Regions from separate parts of the Ovis aries genome. Here region 1 is linked to region 2. Evidence: chromatin contacts called from public Hi-C data. All regions are on one chromosome and are shown on one strand. The core of a region is the stretch at or near the end of the contact, and the rest is flanking DNA. Distances in the headings are between cores, read along the strand shown. Region 1 holds the start of DYNC2I1 (dynein 2 intermediate chain 1). Region 2 has its middle 20 kb from the start of NCAPG2.

Evidence for each region. Hi-C and Micro-C count contacts between places; a contact is called where the count stands out from the background.
Region 1: a Hi-C map of liver shows a contact between it and region 2, with 5 times the contacts expected there. The contact joins the promoter of DYNC2I1 here to the enhancer-like site in region 2. A contact is called at or near these places in 11 of 16 Hi-C or Micro-C datasets (blood, liver, mesenteric adipose tissue and 5 more).

What each region holds. Positions count from the first base shown.
Region 1 is chr4:121,117,684-121,120,383 of ARS-UI_Ramb_v3.0, reverse strand. DYNC2I1 (dynein 2 intermediate chain 1) reads right to left here and starts at 1,355. Exons shown (of 23, transcript XM_060415248.1): 1 at 1,236-1,355. The coding sequence starts at 1,250. LOC121819483 (a long non-coding RNA gene) reads left to right here and starts at 1,598. Exons shown (of 2, transcript XR_009600587.1): 1 at 1,598-2,700.
Region 2 is chr4:121,010,101-121,012,800 of ARS-UI_Ramb_v3.0, reverse strand. No RefSeq gene overlaps it. Among named protein-coding and RNA genes, the nearest start is that of NCAPG2, 20 kb to the right of the region's middle. Within about 2 kb of position 1,425, at least 51 of the 54 cell types and tissues checked have an H3K27ac peak or open chromatin away from gene starts, as enhancers often do. A contact at or near this core is called in liver and tail adipose tissue, where this site is marked.

The sequences.
Region 1 (2,700 bases), core at 106-2,605, 110 kb before region 2:
CAGGGCTCCTCATGCCCATCAAAACCCCAGGCATCACCCTACAATATGCTTAGCCACTGTGATTCAGACCAGGAGCCCCTGCCTCCTCCTGCCCTCTGCTCCGCCAGGGTCCCATCCTGTTAGGCAGATAAAGGTAAATAAATTAAAACTGAGGCTCCAAGTAGGGAGGCAGTGTTTTCCCCCTTGAGAGGAATAAACCGCAGCCTGAAGACAAAGGAAAACTCCAGAAGAGATGCCTGAACAGCAGAACCTCCAACCTCCTTATGCAAGTGTAACTTATACAAACCAACCCTCCTACTCACGTATATTTAGGTATACGCATGCCCACATCGCTCTTTGAGCAGCAAGACTGCGCTCTCCCCCTTGGTCCAAGCACACAACTTAGCTCTGCAGTCAACTCTGCTTATATAATCACGATATGACAACTGGTGGCAAGCGGACATTACAATGACGCGACCCCAGTTCAGGCAAACAAAAGGGGTGGCCCCTGAGGGTCCTCAGACACCCCCCCACAGCACCGAGCAATGAACTGTCTCTGAACAGCACCACGCCCAAGATCGCCACCAGCGACCAGAACAGCACTTAGCAGCGGCAAGGACCCCAAGCAAGCCCTGATCTCCTCCCAGCTCCAGTGATAATTCTTGACAAACAACTCAAGCAGCTAAATGTAACATTGTAAATTCTTGCCTTTATAAGCCTCCCCCACTTTGCAATCGGGGAACACAGTTCAAGAGCTTGAATCTGTGTCTCCCAAGCTGCAGTCGTAACATACGCCACATAAACACCTTTTAACCTCAACCAAGTCTCCTTTTCTACAATTTTGGTTAACACAACTTTTAAAACTTCCTATAAACAAATCACAGAAAACAAGTTACAGAATAACTTATGAAAATGTGAAGAACCGGTGCAGAAGACGATGGAAGTCGGGAAGTTGATGCTCTAACTTCTAATCGATATTACTAAGATAAAAGTGAACGACAGAAGACAAAAAAAGGGAGGAAAATGCATGCAAAGTAACTCCTCATCTTTTACGGGACAGCTCAGTTACTGAGTTAGTTACTGAGCACCTTAACGTTTAGAACCTCATCCAGCCCTACTCGTACTGCCCCGATGTATCCGTTGGGAAGTAAGACACGCCGCTAAGGTCCCACAGCGCAGGCCCGCGGCGCCTCCCGCCCCCGAGGAGGAAGCGGCCCCGGCAAGCACGGGCTTGCCCGCGTGGCGTCTGCACCCACCTTCCCCGACTCCATCGCTGCGCGCAGGCCCCGGAGGCCGCGTCGCCCTCCGGCCGGTCAGGCCAGGAAACACGCTCGGGCTCCCGCGCCCCCAGCCGGCGTCCCGCCTCCTAGCAACCTGCAGGCGGGGTAGCCGAGCACCGAGCAACAGCCGGCCCGGCCTGCCCCTCGGCCGTCCCCAGCGCGCCTGCGCTTCTCCTCCTCCTAGCAACTGGAAGACGGCGCCCCGGAGCGGCCTCTCCTAACGCGCTTGCGCCGCCATTCCTCCTAGCAACCGACAGCCTGGGCAGTAGAGCAACGAGCGACCGCCGGCCCGGCGTGCCCCGCGGCCTCCCCAGCGCGCCTGCGCCCTCCTGTCTCCTAGCAACCGACAGGCTGGCCCGCGAAGCCTTGCGCGACTGCTGGGCCGGGATTCGCGTGGGGCCGAGGGGAAAGGGGTGCGGAGTGGGGCTGAGCGCGGCCGGAGCTCGGCCCAGCGGCTCTCTGGGCGGGGACGCAGCCGGGCAGAACGGGAGCTGCTGCAGGGAAACGGGCAAACCGCCTCTGAAGCGGAGCGGAACCCAGCCTCGGTCCGGGCGGGCGGCGGAGGGCGCTCTCCTTCCGCGGAGGCGCGCACTGCTCGAGTTCGTCTGCCGCTGGTTGCCGTTTGGTTCCGTGTGGGATTGGTAGGAATCACACAGTGTCTGAAAAAGTAATTGTTGAAAGATTCAACTTTTACACAAAGCGAGAGACAAGGGGACTGAGATATTAAGGCACTAGTCTGCAGCTCACGTTTATATTTTATCACAGCTATTTTAAGGTTAACATAAAAGCCAACCTTAAACACGCAAGGCTAGAGGGAGGGGTCCTACTCCCGTGATGCACATTATAACTGACATTAAGCTCTGATTCTGCGAAGTGCGCGTCAGTTTAGCCTGCAAGTGTTACTTAGAAAAGATTTAACTTACTGGTAGAGAGAGAGAGGACTCAAATCTTGTGCTAAGGAGCGCATCCGTGAGCGTGTTATTAGGGGGTCTTGTACTTTTGATGTCTTTTTCCATTTTCATACTGTTCATGGGGTTCTCAGGACAAGAATACTGGAGTGGTTTGCCATTCCCTCCTCCGGTGGACCGTGTTCTGTGTTGTCAGAACCTTTTGCTATGACCTATCCATCTTGGGTGGCCTGGCACAGCATGGCTTATAATTTCGTTGAATTGTCTAAGCCCCTTCCCCAGGACAAGGCTGTGATCCATGAAGGGACCATAAAGACGGCTGAACACCAAATAATTGATGTTTTTGAACTGTGGTGTTGGAGAAGACTCTTGAGTCCCTTGGACTTCAAGGAGATCAAACCAGTCAATCTTAAAAGAAATTAACCCTGACTACATTGAAAGTACTAATGCTGAAGTTCCAGTACTTTGGCCACCTGATGGGAAGAGCCAGCTCATTGGAAAAGACCCTGATGCTGGGAAAGATTGAAGGCAAA
Region 2 (2,700 bases), core at 176-2,675:
GGGAAATAGATGTCAAAGAGGGCTTGGGAAACCTCTCGTGTCCCTGGGCGTCTAGGAAGGTGTGCTCGTGCGCAGGCGCGTGGGAGTGGGCCGGTCGCCTGCAGCTGTGCTGAGGCTGTCGGCGGGGGTGAGGGCCGAGCAGGACCACGTGATGGGGCACTGAAAACAACACCCCCCCCCCCTCCAGCTCTCCCCAAGTACCAGGAAGGGGACAGTCGCTCAGTCGTGCCTCTGCGACCCCACGGACTACACAGTCCATGGAACTGTCCAGGCCAGAACACTGCAGTGGGCAGCCGTTCCCTTCTCCAGGGGATCTTCCCAAGGCAGGGATCAGACCCTGCCCGCATTGCAGGCGGATTCTTTACCAGCTGAGCTTTCAGGGAAGCCCAAGAATACTGGGAGAGGAGCCCAAAGTATTAAAGAAACCTCTGACTGGTCAGTAGCTGACCAAATTGACTGAGTGGAGACTTCAGAGGCAGCATGTGAACAAGAACATGCCTTCTAGACAATTTATCCAAGAAGCTACTAAGTGAAAAATATCTCAGTCGAGGCAAGTATGTTCAAAGAAAACTATCCAAAGAATTCACAGAAAGTAGAGTGATTTTCAGGGAAAGAGAAATGATCAGAAGAATGAAATAAGAACTCTGGAGTGTAAACCACAGTACATGGGATGTAAATGTCCCTGACGTTCAGCGATAGGCTGGAGCTGACGAAGAGCCAGAAGCTGGAGGCCGAGTCACAGACGTCTCCTCTCCCGCGGGCACAGCGAGCAGGACGCAGCGCGGACCAGGCCGCTCGCGAAGCCCCGGAGGGGAGGGGGCAGCGGGACCCGGAAGCGCAATGGGCCACGTGACCGGAAGCGTCCCGCGCGAACGGCGCTCGCCAGGCGCCGCCGCAGGCGCGGCTCAGCCGTGAGGAGGGCGGGCAGGCTCGGGCGCTTCCACCAGCGCGCGGTGAGGTCCCGCCAGTGGCTTCCGCGCAACGCCTGAGGCCAGGACGCGGGAGCCCGTGCCCAGCGCTGGAAGAGCCCATCTCCAGCAGGACTCCCACGGCAGGAAGGGCGGCGTGTCCCCGTTCTCTCCTCACCGCTCCACCTGCCCTGCAAGGGCCGGCCGAGGACGGACGTCTGCTTCCGGCCATCCCCGTGGGAGTCGGTCATCTGCTTCTACCGGGAGTGGCCGGGCCGAGAGCGGAGCCCCGGTCAGAGCGGCCCGCGCGGCCCCGCACGCGGCTCGGCCTCGGCTGGGCGGACCCAGGGGGCCGGAGCGGCTGCAGCCGTGCCTGGCGAGCGAGCGGGACGCAGGGGCCGTGTCGCGGGGTCCGTGGGAAGGCGCCTGGCGTGCGCGGGTCGGGGGCAGCCTCCGCGGCCTCAGCTCTGCGCCGGCTGCGGGCCCCCGCGCAGCGGCCCCACGGGCGCCATCTGCTGCCCGCGGCCTGCCTAGGCCTGTGGGCCGGGGCCTCCGAGGGCCACTCCTCGCGGCACAAGCAGGCCAGTTTGTTTTCATTCATCGCGGCGTAAGATACAGATATGTGCAGAAGCCCTAATCTTTCTGCCCTGAACTTTCCCAAACTGGCTGCCGTGTGCCCCACATGTGGTGACCAAGAGCACCCAGGTGCCCCCCCACCCCCAGGACCCAGATGCCCTTCAGTGCCCCCCCCCCCCAACCCAGGTGCCCTTCAGGATGCCTGGCCTGGCCCACGAGACTTCCACCAGGTCCCTGCACACCCTGGGCGGTATGCCCACCCCGGGCCGTATGCCCACCCCGGGCGGTGCCTGCTTTCTGAGGCCTGGAGGGTTCTACTTGAAGTAACTGCAGACGAGGGCCCGGGGGCCAGGCTAGGCAGCACCATGGCAACCCCAGGAGGGTTTCCTCTGCCAGCCAGGAGGGCCCAGTCACGGGCTACGCATCGCTGCACTCAGGCTCCAGGCTGGTTCCTGTCCCCAGTCCCAAACGGGACAGTCGCACACAAGACGCATCCTTTACTAGAAGCTTCTCTAGAATCCGACAGTGTGGGGAAGGCTGGTCCTCAGGTGCTGGGTAATTTCACTGCTACCAACAGCAGGGCTGGATGTGTCCCCAAGGTGAAAGGCAAGCTGTTCATGGCAGTTTTCTAAATAAGTAAAAGTGTAAAGGGGCAATCCTCTGTTCTGTGTGCAAGCCCACCCCCATGGGATGGAGACGGGTTTTCTTTTGTCCGACTTTGCTTTCATTTTCACGCTGATATTTCATATCAAATAACCTAAGATTCCCTTTCACTTGTCTGCAGGTTTGCAAGCTGCTTCAGCTTGGGAGGCTGAGCTCTTTATTGGTGAACACGTTCAGTTCAGTTCAGTCGCTCAGTCGTATCCGACTCTGCAATCCCATGAATCGCAGCATGCCAGGCCTCCCTGTCCATCACCAACTCCCAGAGTTCACTCAAACTCATGTCAGTCGAGTCAGTGATGCCATCCAGCCATCTCATCCTCGGTTGTCCCCTTCTCCTCCTGCCCCCAATCCCTCCCAGCATCAGAGTCTTTTCCAATGAGTCAACTCTTCGCATCAGGTGGCCACAGTACTGGAGCTTCAGCTACAAAATCAGTCCTTCCCATGAACACCCAGGGCTGATCTCCTTCAGAATGGACTGGTTGGATCTCCTTGCAGTCCAAGGGACTCTCAAGAGTCTTCTCCAACACCACAGTTCAAAAGCATCAATTCTTTA